Linked DNA regions of Capra hircus: region 1 is linked to region 2. The links are chromatin contacts, called in public Hi-C maps. All regions are on one chromosome and are shown on one strand. Each heading gives the region's core, a stretch centred on a gene start, on an enhancer-like site or on the middle of the called end of the contact. The rest is flanking DNA. Distances are from core to core; before and after follow the strand shown.

The links. A called contact is a pair of places that touch in the nucleus more often than the background predicts.
Region 1: a contact with region 2 is called in a Hi-C map of blood, with 6 times the contacts expected there. The contact joins two enhancer-like sites. A contact is called at or near these places in 2 of 5 Hi-C or Micro-C datasets (both in blood).

Annotation. Positions count from the first base shown.
Region 1 is chr3:29,279,753-29,286,082 of ARS1.2, forward strand. All of the region lies in intron 1 of TTC22 (tetratricopeptide repeat protein 22), which reads right to left. Among named protein-coding and RNA genes, the nearest start is that of LEXM, 8.7 kb to the right of the region's middle. Within about 2 kb of position 3,494, at least 1 of the 5 cell types and tissues checked has an H3K27ac peak or open chromatin away from gene starts, as enhancers often do.
Region 2 is chr3:29,182,413-29,189,507 of ARS1.2, forward strand. It overlaps MROH7 (maestro heat-like repeat-containing protein family member 7), which reads left to right. Exons shown (of 22, transcript XM_018044547.1): 4 at 770-853; 5 at 1,754-1,833; 6 at 2,135-2,264; 7 at 4,313-4,408; 8 at 5,230-5,365. Among named protein-coding and RNA genes, the nearest start is that of MROH7, 14 kb to the left of the region's middle. Within about 2 kb of position 1,654, at least 1 of the 5 cell types and tissues checked has an H3K27ac peak or open chromatin away from gene starts, as enhancers often do.

The DNA of each region.
Region 1 (6,330 bases), core at 2,244-4,743, 99 kb after region 2:
ACGAGAGGGTGCTGGCCAGTGGGAGAGTCTGCCCAGGCTTCAAGCTGGACGGGCTCAAGTTTGGTGGCTGCTCCGTCGCAGATCTGTGGGAGGGGATGCAGCAGGGCCCAGGCTCCAGCGCTGCCCTTCAGTAGCTGGGTAGATCCTGGTACTAACTGAGGGTGAGAGTGAGGCACAGGCAAGGGTTCTCAGGACACCCCAGCTCCTCTGAGGCCCTCACCAATATTTCCCTCACTTTAGAGATGGGCTCACAGAGGGGATTCTTCTGATATTTCATGCCAAGTCTCCCTCTTCAAATTCATGTTGTTACCCCCAACACCTTGCTGCAACTCTGTGCGGTGCTTACCATTTACAAAGTGCACTTATTGCAGAAGCCACGTGATCCTCAGAAAGCCCTGTGTGGAATGTTAAGTGGGTCATCATCACCCCGTTGGGTGGGAACACTGAGGTGAGATGATGTCCTCAAAGACACACGACTAGTGTGACAGCCTGGACTGAAACCTGGAAATGCTGGGGGTTTTGCTATATGAATAAAAGTGCATTTTATTGAGCACTTACTATAAGTGCTTACTATAAATGAGGCACATAATTTACATGGGTTATCAAGAAGGTAAGGACTACAATTATCCCGATTTTACAGAAGAGGCACCTGTGGCCTTAAGTGGCCCTGCTAGACGGTAGCAGAGCTGGGAACCCAGCAGCTTAGCCCCAGAGTCCCCGCACCTAACTACCCCAGATGAGTGGTTCTCAAAGTGGAGTCTCGTGACAGTAGCATCAGCATCCCCTGGGAACTTGATGGAAACACTACACGGGCCTCTCGCACTGTGGAGAGCCGAGTGAAAATGGCAGGCCAGTGCATCTCTTTTTAACAGAGCAAAGGATCAGCACTTGTGATCTGCAGGGAAGCCTGAAGATCCACGCTGCCACAGCTGAGTGGGTAATCGACAAAGGTGGGTGATCTGGCAGAACCTATAGTGAATATCAGGGTTAGGATGAGCCCCTACAGAGCAGGTGTGTGCTAACTTGGCAGATATAAGGATGGGTCTCAGATGGCTAGTTCATTTACTTCAAAAGGTGACCCTCAACGAAGGAAATGTTGGGCTCAGCTGGTAAAGAATCCGCCTGCAATGCAGGATTTTCCCAACCCTGGGTTCGATCCCTGGGTTGGGAAAATCCCCTGGAGAAGGGAAAGGCTACCCACTTCAGTATTCTGGCCTGGAGAATTCCATGGACTGTATAATCCATGGGGTTGCAGAGTCGGACACTACTGAGCGACTTTTACTTTAGCTATTTTAGGGGATTTCAGCAGAAGCTCTCTTGATATACCAGTGGCTTATTAACCTACATGTGTCTGCACAGGCTCTGTGTGTGCGCGCGTGTGCTCAGTTCTTTGTGACCCCATTGATTCTGAAGGAAAATGTCTGCCTTGCAGTTCAAACTTTGCCCCTGAGGACTTTGTAATCTGTGTTTCAGAGTCAGTTCCTGAGAGCTGACTAATTCTCTTTCAGGGGAGGGGCAATGAGGAGGAGGAAGGAGAATGAATATTTCTCGACCGTCAACTGTCCACTGGCACTTCTGTGCACTGTGGCCCTGAGCCTGCACAGCAGACTGAGAAGGTGGGACACATCCTCCTCCTTTTACTGGTGAGGAGAGAGACCAAGAGAAGAGCTGCCCAGCCAGCCCCACAGGCCAGGGGGAAAGGACCAGGATTCAAGTTCAGATCTGCCTCCCTCCAGCGCCCCTGTTCTTTCCACCTCATCACACCGACCCTGTGGAGGCTGATAATGCAGAAATAAAATTCACCAGGTGGAAGGCCTCAGAAATAAGCTCTTCCTGCTCAACTGGAATGTCCTCAGTGATGACACAGAGCAAGCCTCTGGGCTCTGCACGTGGAGCCCCACCCCACCCCACCTGGCTCCCATGGGGGCCTGCTCCAGAAAGGCAGGGCAGGTGAGGTTCCTACTCACCCAGCTCCTGCCTCAGTGGGGGTAAACAGAGGGATGGGATGGGAGTCACCCCCCACTGCCTCTACCTCCCCCAGGGTTCCTGGAAAGCCCACTGGCCCAGCCTGGGCCTCAGTTTCCACATCTACAAGCGGGGATGACCCACTGGTCTTGCCTCTCACAAGTGTGTGGGTGAGAGTGGTCCAGCATGACTGGGCAGAAGGGGCTCTGTAGAAAAGGGGCTCTGTCTAGTCCCGGATCCAAACCCAACTCTGACACTGGGTGGATCTGACGAAGTCTCCTGCCCTCTGTGATAATAACAGTGATGCCTGCATTTTCTCAGCTCCTCCCATGGGTCTGGGCTGTGTGCGCCCTTAACACACTCTGTCTTTCCTCCTGTAAAGAAGGCAATTGGGTCAGAAGATGCTAAAGGCAGCTTTGGCTCTGGGGTCCTGTATCAATGAAGAGGGGAGAACCAGTTCTCCAGATTGCCAGAAATAGAGGGAATGAAGCCAGCAGCAAAGTCAGAAAGTGCTGTTACGGCACCGAGGCCATCAGAAGGCTGGGACCAGAGCCTCGGGAAAACTGTCCCTCAGCCAGGGCTTCATGTCGGAGAGACCTGAGTCCATTTCCAGCCAGCCACTTATGACTGTGTGCCCTTGAGCAAGTCGCTACACATCCTGGAGCCTCGGTTTGCTCATCTGTAGAATGGGGTTAATAACAGTTCTGATTCCCCAGCATTTCTAGGAGGCTCAAGTGAGATAATCTGTGAAAAGCACAGGAGTGCACAGTCTCTAGCTCATTGTCTAGTGTGAGTCATCCAGCTCCTTTTCTAGTGGAACCAAGTCAAATCACTCAGATTTGTGGAGCCATGAATGTATGTATACGTGTGTGTGTGTATGCACGTGCGCGTGTGCCTGTGCATGTGTGTTTGCAAGCACCGTGGGAGGAGAAACCCTGCCTATGACCTCAAAAGTTGGAGATCAACTCTGAAGTCCTCAAAGCACCATTCCTGACGCTCCCCAAGCTGTGGTTTCCTCCCCCTCTGTGTGTTTATGTGTTTTCTTCTGCCAGGAGGCTTGTTGCTTCCCCCACCTTTTGCTCTCAAAGCCCTTCCTGTCCCCAAAATCAGCCAGGCCACCACTTCAGTCCAGTGACGGAGGAGGACTTTCCTACCTCGCACAGCCACTCAGGCAGGGCTAAGCCAGGAACCCAAATCCTGACCCCTGGCTCCCAGTGGGGTCTTCTCCCAATTTCATTGTTCTTTTCCCAAGGCTGGCTCTGGGCAGAGTTGAGGGTGAGCTCAGGGGCAGGAGGAAGTCTGAGGAGACAGAGAGGAAGGTGGGTGCTCACTTAGAAGGAGTCTTGGCTGCCCCATCAGGGGTTGAGGATGAGCAAGCCACATCCACCCAGGCTTGCTGGGGCTGGCCTTCCCTCTGTGACCCCGTTGCCTCTTCCCGCACCCCCCTCCAGGCTGGTACGACTGTCTCCATTTCACAGAGGGAGACATGGACACTCTGAGAGGTTGCGCAGCTGGCCCGGGCCACTCAGGGCGTCCTGCAGCTTGCAGACCCCCACACCAACACTCTGACTGCGGGGTCGCAGCAGTGCCTCTGTGTGCACAGTGGGCCCAGTTGCCAGGCTCTCGGGCACCTGCATTGCTGTGGGGGGATGACTGGCAGAGTGGGAAGGGAGGCTGGGGGAGACAGGGCTGTGGGGAGCAGAAATCTATCGAGAGGGCAGCTCCTTGAGGAGTTCCCTGGTCCTGGCCTCCCTGATGGTGGCAGAGTCGGGTGTGTGTGTGTGTGTGTGTGTGTGTGTGTGTGTGTGTGTGTGCGCGTGCACCTCCCTGATGGTGGCAGAGGGGTGTGTGTGTGTGTGTGTGCACGCACCTTCCTGACGGTGGCAGAGGGGTGTGTGTGTGTGTGTGTGTGCGCGCCTCCCTGATGGTGGCAGAGGGGTGTGTGTGTGTGTGTGCACCTCCGTGATGGTGGCAGAGGGGTGTGTGTGTGTGTGTGTGCACCTCCCTGATGGTGGCAGAGGGGTGTGTGTGTGTGTGTGTGCGCCTCCCTGATGGTGGCAGAGGGGTGTGTGTGTGTGTGTGCACCTCCGTGATGGTGGCAGAGGGGTGTGTGTGTGTGTGTGCACCTCCCTGATGGTGGCAGAGGGGTGTGTGTGTGTGTGTGTGTGTGTGCGTGCCTCCCTGATGGTGGCAGAGGGATGTGTGTGTGTGTGTGTGTGAGCACCTCCCTGATGGTGGCAGAGGGGTGGGTGTGTGTATGGGTGTGTGGGTGTGTGCATGCCAGGGACCCTGGATGCTGACCAGCAGTGACCTCTCAGCCCTTCCTGCTAGGTCCCAACCTGCTGGGTGCGGCAACAGTGTGGAATGCCCACACCTTTGTTTGTGAGGCTGGCTGTTGGGCCTCCCAGCACCGGCTCCGTCCTGCCTGCCCCAGCTGGCCAGGTGAAATCTGGATGGCCTGTGTCACCTTGAGCCTGTTCTGTCCTCTGTGTGACAGAGAATCACAGCACCCAACGGCAGTGTGTCCATGAGGTTTGATGTGCTAAAATGAAACGTGCTAGCGAGTGTAAAACTCAGCTCCGCGCTGGCTCCCAGTGCCACCCAGAGCCAGCCCTGCTCCGAAGCAGGGTGAAGGGTCTGCTGTGTATGTGCACGTGGGCGAGTGTATGAAGCCACCAATATTCTAGGAAAAGGGGGAGGAACTCACACAACTGAGTCGCTTGGGACAGAGATTTTGCTTTCAGAGAAAAATAAGTTTTTTACCTTATTTTAGAAAAATAATAGGAATTTTAAGACTAAAAAACCAAATTAAATTTAGCAACAGTCAAAAATTCCTCTTAGGTCCAACCCTGTGCCAGACGCAGATAGAGACAGAAGGCTCACCCTCTTGGGGGCAAGAGAGAAACTGCTTGCTGATGAGTCAGAGCCTGAGAACAGTTCTCCTGTGGAGCAAAGCCCAGGGCCATGGGGGCCCGGGGTGGAGTGGACAGGCGAGGGGCTGGGCCCCACCATGATCTGCACCCCACCTGGAGCCCTGCGTAGTCTCTCTCTTACTCCTCACAGCAACCTTATGAGATGACGTTAGAATCCCAGCTTGCAGATAAGGAAACTGAGGCTCAGAGAACTGAAGTGACTTGCCCACAACCACCTGGTAAAGGAGGAAGAATTTAAACTGTATCTGTAACTCCAAAGGGTTTGCTCTTAATACCTTTCAGCCTCAAGACTCCACCAAGAATCCATCTAGGACTGTGTGTGGAGGGCTGACGGGGGAGGAATGATGGATAAAACAATCTGCCTCATCATATTTTTGTAACTTGAAGACGAGGAAAGAGAGGGAAAGAAGGGCTGAGAGGAAAGTCACAGACACCCACTCACACACAGATATACTGCTTGTTTTTGAATATTGGGCTGAATTACTAACTTTTATAACGTTTTCTCTTGTAATTTTAGTTAGCAGATGAGCAGCTGTCATTGGTTCTTTGGCTGACCTTTACTCTTTGAGGTCTGGGGGGCTCCTCCCTGTCTGGGATAGTCCCAGCCCCCTCAGGATGAGGAATCTCTTAGAGTCACTGTACCCGGCAGGTTGGACCGCCAGTCACGGCTCCTGTGGGTGGCAACCCTCTCCATGATGGGTTCCTCAGCGGCTGCTCTACTGTCCCACTTCTTCGCCAGCCCAGCGCTGACTTCACCTCTGCCCTCATCCTGCCTACCCCCCACCTGCACACATGGCAACCCTAGGTTTCCAGGAGGCAGCGCTTGTGGGGGGCTCCCCTCCCCACCTCACTGGCCATCTGCACTATCCTTATTGCACCCCACTTCTTCAACCTCTCCAGAAAGAGCAAAGGCTTTGGAATCAGGTAGAGTGGCATGAACCCAATGGACACTTACTAGCTCTGTAGTCTTGGGCAGGTTACTTAGCCTTGCTCTGCCTCAGTTCCCACGCGTGTAGAATGGAATCAGAGGGATCTTGTGAGGACTAAGATAAAATCCGCAAGGCACCCGGAGAAGAATATTCTACTTCTGCATGCTGAATATGCTGAATATTTAAGCAGAATATTCATGAATATTAATTACTGTGTGAAAGTGTGCGTTGTATGAAGGAAGGCTTCAACATGCAGGTGAAATTTGAGCTGGGTTTTGATGAATGGAGCTTGCTTTCTAGGCAAAGGGAACAGTTCCTGCGGTGGGAGATGTGAAATAGCACAGCATGTTTGGAGAAATATGAGTAGTTTAGAGTCCCTGGGAAGTAAGAGTAGGGATTCCCTGGCAGTCCACTGGTTAGGACTTGGTGCTTTTTCTGCAGGGGCTCTGGGTTCAATCTCTGGGTTCAACTAACCTCCCACAAGCACGGCAGCCAAGGGGCGG
Region 2 (7,095 bases), core at 404-2,903:
TGGTGAGGGCCAGTGGGAGAAGACTGGACAGGCTGGTAGTGAGTGTAACACACGGAATGTGGGGGAGCCTAGTTGACGTCTAGAGTCTAGAAGCAGGGCGCCTGCCCAGGCCAGGCCGTACCACCTGTCTTCTTGCCAGGTGGAATGGGAAATAACTTGTAGCATCTTTAAACTACCGTACTGCCCATCAGATACACTTGTTTTGCTTTCTTTACAATACATTTTGTCTCTTTCATGTTTTTTTTTCTTCTTCTACCTTAAGATAAAGAGAACTAATAGATTAATGGGACATTAATTAATGGGACATTTGTATTGGCATTCCCTCTCGATAGCAGAATGCGTTAATCCGACTAGTGGGTATCCTTACAAAGGGTAGATGCTAGAAGGCCCTCACGAGGTATCACTAACGATGACATTTCAACTTGAGGTGTTGGAACCCTTTCTGTTCCACCAGTGCCTGCCTCTTCTCCCTTAGTTGACAGGTGCTTTGCAATCTGAATCTGATATCTGGTCTTCCCCCAAATCTGACCTACAGGGATTATCCTCAACCTGCTGCTACCACCATCTTCTCATATCTTTACACCCCCCACCCACCCCAAGTTCCCTTGAGGTTTCTCACTTCTCTTGAGCTGATGCTGGGGGCTGGCAGCTGGGGAGGAACAGGCAGCTTGACTGCAGGTGGCAGGTGCAAAGACAGGTGTAAGGGCAGCCCCAGGGCTGGGCTCCATGTGGCTCTCACCCTGTGGTTTTGCCCTCTACTGCCCCTGAGGTCGGGAGTGCCCTCAGCCTCCAGAAGAGCCAGAATGTGCTGGACAAGGAAGAAGAGAAGAAGACCCTGATAAAGAAGATGATGGTGCGCAAGTAGCTTGAGGGTCTGTGGCATCAGGGTGGGGAGGGGGCAGAAGTCCTGAGCCCACGCACTGATGAGGTGGGGTTGGGGTGGGGTGGGCAGAGGACATCAAGGCACAGATACTTGGGCCTTGGTCTCAGCTCCACCCTGAACTGCCCCCCCACCTACCTTGAGGGAGCTTGGCCAAGTCACTTCCCTTCTCTAAGTCTCACTCTTAATACCTCACAAGTGACTGATAAAAAAACCTGTGTCAATGGAGGACACAACCCAAAGGTTATTTCACTGTAAAATCTTAGCTCCCCGGGAACAGTCATTATGTTATTTCCCCACATAGTTCCTCTGATAGGGGAACTTCCGAAGGAACTTTCTTTTTTTCTGCTAAATGCAGTCACTTCTCAGTTATCCACCGGAGTGTCTGGGCTGGGACAGCCACTGAAGTTTCCAGAATTATATCAATAGTTAGCTATAAAGAGAGAAAAAAACCCTGTGGCTCTGATACTTTCATTTAATTAACATTAACTGAGCACCTACTGGGTGTTGGTGCTAGATCAAAAGTGAGAACTAACTGGAAGGACATTTTAAAGGAACTCAACTGGACCACTTTCAAGGGTCAGGCATAGTGTTTGGGGGCTGCTCCGTGGTTTAGACTTTCCTACCTCAGGGCTGCTGAAACAGTTCTTGCTGAGCCCTGCGTGTGTGCAGCGCGTCAGGCCCGTTTTGCAGACCTTGAACTGCGGCCTCTGGACCGGGTTAGAGCAGTCAGCTGGCTCCCTCCACTGGAGGCCAGGCAGGGAGTGAGCCGGCCCAGGCTGAAGAGTGGCCCCATTCCCTGAGGAGTGGCTGCGGCATTGGCGGTCTGTGGTGGCCTGCCCCCTCATTGACACCTCCGTGTCCCCCATCCAGAAGTGGATCCAGGAGGAGCCGCTGGATTCTCTCACGAGTTCCGTCCGCCAGCAGGCCATGGAGACCCTGACCCAGCTGAGGTGACCTCGGCCCCTTTCCCAACCCTCAGCCCCTTTCCCAACCCTCAGGCTCTGCCTGTATCTTCAGAGGCCTCCCTGCTGTGCGTGGCCCTTTCCTAGTCCCGGAGCTTTCGCCTTCCCCTTGCCCAGGCCCTGCCGGGGCTATCTGACTTGTACCCCACCACCCTCCTCCTCCTCACCTCATTTTGCCCTTCTGTGGATCTGAATCTCAGCCCTTGTCCCAGCCCTGCACCTTTCACTTCCAGCCTGCAGCCTCAGGTGCCCCCTCACTCCATGCCCTCACTTTCTGTCTCTTCCCCAGTCATTCCCAGCCTGTCCTGGGTTTGCAGGAACGGTCGGAGCTGGTGAACACATGCGTGAAGAGTGTGTTCTCCCTGCCCACCGTGCAGGCCATGCAGGAGAAAGACCAGGCCAAGGCAGATGCCTTACAGGTGAGGCAGGGCCCTCCCAAGCAGGGCCTTGGGGCTGACTGGTGTCCTCAGAGGGAGGCACGTCCCTGGACTCCCAGCAGGAGAGGAAGGGCATTATGAGAGGTAGATTGGAATCTTCAATCTCCTACTTAAGCGGCTTGGGCAATTCACCTCCCCTTTCCTGGCCCGAGCAAGCACTTGATAAATATTTGGTGAATGAGTGAGTCTGTGGAATAAAGGATCCCTCATCTGAAGCATTGCCCACGTTGGGCTCTGCCCCATGAGAAGGATGTGGGCAGATGTTGGCACGGCTCAGGAGGTGGCCAGGATTAGGAAGAAAAGGCCTGAGGATTGGGCAAGTTTGTATTGAGGCCTGGAAGTAGAACCTCAAGGGGCTCTCATGAGCACCTTCAACCCCCTGCAGGATGGCCCCTGGAAGAGTGATCAGAGGAGACCCTTCATGTGGAATGGGGTCAGTGGGGGAGGTTAGGGAGAGATATTTCGGCTCTGAGTGAGCCACAGGCTTACATCCTTTTATCCAGCAAATTTTAACTAATACCTGATCCAGAAGTACAGGGCTGAGATACTGTAGGGCTGAGGGGCAGATTATCAAAATATCATACAAATAAATGCAGAATTACAACAGTACTTGGTGCAAGCAAGAAGTACATGATACTATTAAGAGCCTGAAATGGAGGGAACCTGACCGTGTTGGGGTTCTGAGGTCGTGATGCTAGAGGCGAGAGGTTTAGAAGAGTTAACTAGCTGAAGAGGGTGGCCGAAGGAAGAGCGAGAGGCCGAGGGAATGGCCTGTGCAGCAGCCTGAGGACGGAGAGAACGTGATGACTGCAAGGATGATAAGAAGGCAGAGTGGCTGGAGTCCAGAGGCTGAGGTGAGAGCAGTTGGAGCCAGACCAGCCGCAGCGTGATGGCTCTGAGTCTTGGAGGTGAAGCACTTGAGAGGAGACTCAAAGGGGAGGCAGGGATGGGTATGAAGAGAGCCTGCAGCCTTCTTGTAGTACCAGGCCAGGCCAGCAGAGGTCAGTGCTGCACAGTGATGGACTGCAGACGGGCAGGTAGGAGGAGGGAGTTGGTGAGCAAGGCTTCCTTGGTGGTTGTGGTGTAAGCCTGGTGTGCTCAGACTCAGGAAGCCTGGACAAAGACGACCTTGAAGGAAGATGTGGAGATGATGGGAAGAAGAGAGGCAGGGAGAGAGGGCCTCAAAGACACCCCTTAGCCTTGTGTAGGTGTCATGCCTGCACCCTCCTTGAGGCAGTTTCAGGCCTGTGGTGTGACCGGGGAAGGAACAAACAATGGAGAGGAGAGAGCTGACTCCGGCAAGGGGTAACTTAGAAAATCTGTTTGGATCTAGGAGTGGTGATTTTAAAAGGAATCAGAACACTTCCTCGGAGACAATAACACAAGCAGGGCTGGTTGTCCATTGATCTAGCCCTCACGGTTCTTGAGCATTTTCCCACCCATCTTCTCATGCTCCTCATGAATTGAAACTTTGGTTCCGTGACCTTGGACAAGTGTCTCTTCCTGGGACTTCCCTGGTGGTCCAGTGGCTCAGACTCTGAGTTCCCAGTGCAGAGGGCTGGGGTTCAATCCCTGGCAGGGGAACTAGATCCCACATACTTCAACTAAAGAACTAAAGATCCCGCATGCCACAGCTAAGACCAGGCACAGTCAAATAAGTAAATAGTTTTTAAAGAACATCTCCTTATTTGCACAGTGAGAAAAACACTTTGAGGACAGAGTGATAGAGTTGTGCCAATTACGAGGCAATCCCCTGGCCCGTGGTAGATTCTCTGTAATTCTTCTTGCCCTTGTAAGCTAAGGAGTTCACGGATAATAATTACCAGTTTCTCCATAAAGAACCTGTAACCCATGGAGGGGAAGCCAGTTGCCCCATATCGCACATCGAGGTTAGTCTCACATGGTGGGACTAGGAAGCAGCACTCCTGGGCTTGAGTACACCTTCCTCCCCTGACCCACATCAGGGGTTGCCTGGGGTTGCGGTCTGCCCCAGAGGCTGCTTAGTGACTTGGTCCTCTCCGTGTTCACAGATACTTTACTGTCAGACCTTGAATGCCCTGCAGACACTTCTCAATGCCCTCTTTGTTGAGGACCCCACTCCTGCTGGGCTGAAGAGCATCTTGGAGGTATGGGGGCAGGGAGGAGAAGGGTGGAGGAGGATGGGGAATTGACTCGGGAGAACTGGGGCTGGGGGTCTGGACCCAGAAAGAGTGATTTGACTTCAGGATGTAGTCTTGTGCCAGATCTCTGCTTCCCTGGCCCTCTCACAGGTCGTGTCCCAAACTCCTCCTCCTTCACCCTCTCCCTCTCCCCCTGCGACTCCTGTGATAGCTGCTCCCATATCCTTGCTTTCTAAATTCTTGTCCTTATGCCTCTCGCCTATCTTCAAGACTCTCTACCTTTCATCTCTCTCCCATTAACCTTTGCCCTCCCTCTGGTCTTCCGTTCTGTCCTCAGCTTCTGGACCCCATGTGTCCCTATGCTCTAAGAAGAGGAGGAGGGCTGCGGTGGGTTGCTTTGATGCTCTCCCTCAGAAGCTTCCTGATAATTGGTGAAGGCTGTTCTGCCCATCCAGGGGGCAGAGGCTAGCATCTGGCTCGTAGCTCTGAGTCGTAGCCTTTTCCCCACAGCCCCTGGGGCCCTGGATGAACTCTGGGAAGGCTCATGAGAGAGCACGGGCTGTGAAAATCAGTGTCTCTGTGTTGAACCACGCACTTCTGACCCCGCCTTTCCTTGTGAGTGGCTCTGGGAGGGAGGAGGGGAGGACTGCTAGGGAGAATGTTCTCAGCTCTGAGGGAGCCCATGCATCTGCCCCGAGATTCCTAGGTGGGCCTCACTCCTCAGAGGATTCAGCTCTCCGGGCCAGGCCATCTAGCTCTGTTCACCATTTACTGTATAGCATTATTGAACCTATAAGTCTCAGTCCCTAAGATCATGACACAAACAGATGTCCTCGGGATTCCCGGCACTGGGGCTTCTTCTGGGGAGGCTCATCATTCGCATCGGGGATCCTGATGAGGAGATCGGCCGTGAAGCTCTGGACGGCATCACCATCCTCTATACCATCTTGGAGCTTCAAAAACGTAAGCCCTTTGACGTGCCTCTAACACAAGGCTTTTGAGCCAGGTACTCAGCCTCGGAATTGAGTGGACCCTTGACAACAAGGCACTGGTGGGAGATGGACGAGACCAACGCAAAGTTCAGAGAGGTCTGGAAATCAGTGTGGAGTTTAGTCCCCACAGAACTAGGAGACAGAGGTGACAAACACATTTTGGTTTAAGCAATGCTTCTGTATAAGCCTCTTCTGTTCCTTCCTAGTTTAACTTGTGATTCTCATGTTCACATTCCCAGGCCACCGTGCGCAGCCAGGAACGGCAGCCCCAGTGCCCTGGTGTCTGGTCTGTCTTCCCTGTTAGTCTATAGTTCATTTGAGTCTATGTCTCGTTCCCCATGGTGTGCCCAAGATCTCGCCCTGGGCCTGGCACATGGTGGGTGCTCAGTGAACATGTATTGGATGAGTGAACAAAGAACGGGTCCTACCTTGGAATCTGGAGTGGCTAAAACCTGTAGGCAGGAGAACATCTCTGAAAGAGCTGTGGGAAGCTAATGATGTGGTAAGGGCTGACACGGAAACCCAGCTGGCACTCACTGCACCTAGAGGTGTGCGGTATTGACTGTTACTTGCCTCCCTACTTTCCCCAGAGTCCCAACTCTGCTCCAAACCAAGGGACCTTGGCACATTGTTTAAAGTCCCCTGGCTCTGGAAGCAGAGTGACCTGGGTACCAGACCTAGCTCTGGCCCTTCCTAGCTATACAAATTCAGGCAAGTACTTTTCTTGTTAAGGCCTGGGTTTCTTCATTTGTAAAAAGGACACAGTAGGATGCAAACCACAAGCTTTTTGGAAGATTAAATGAGATCATATATGTAAAATGACCAGCTCGTTCCACACATTATGGGCCAACAAAGATTTTTTTTTCCCCCATCCCTCCCATCTTATTAGTTTCAGTCTTTTGGGATCTATATGGTATCCCTGCTCTTCTTGTTCTCTAGCATCTGGGGCAAAGATTTAGTCCCTAGGAGACTTCCCCTTCTGCCCAAGAGCCACATAGATCTTCTGAGTGATGGATAAAGGTGATATACGTCATGTTAATGTTCAGTCTTGGGGACAGGAAAAGTATACACTCAATTAGTATTGCCAGATTTAGCAAATAAAAATATCGGACACTCAGTTAAATACAAATTTCAGAAAAACAGTAAATACCTTTTGGTATATTTAAGACATACTTTTGCTAAAATTGCTGGTTTATCTGAAGTTCAGATGGGTATTTTGTATTTTATGTGGTGACTCTAAGGACAAATTCCACTGTTAGATTCTCAAGGAGTGATTTATGCAGGCCTCTGGACTGTAGGAAACAGCAAAGCTAGGATCTGAACCTTGGTCTGCCTGACACGAGGCCTCCCAGGTAGTGCTAGTGACAAAGAACCCATCTGCCAGTGCAGGAGATGCGGGAGATGTGGGTTCAGTCTGGAAGATCTCCTGGAGGAGGGCATGGCAACCCGCTCCAGCGTTCTTCCTGGAGAATCCTACGGACACAAGAGCCTGGTGGGCTACATCCATGAGATCACAAAGAGTTGGACATGACTGAAGCGATTTAGCATGCACGCACACTGCCTGAAATCAGGCAGACAACCTGCTTGCTTGGTCTGTATGCTATTCTGCCTCAATGACCCTTCCTCATGCCCACGTCTTGTATCTTGTACATGCTGAGGAATCCAGGTAGGACCACCAGAAGACTCAGGAAATGTGCCTAA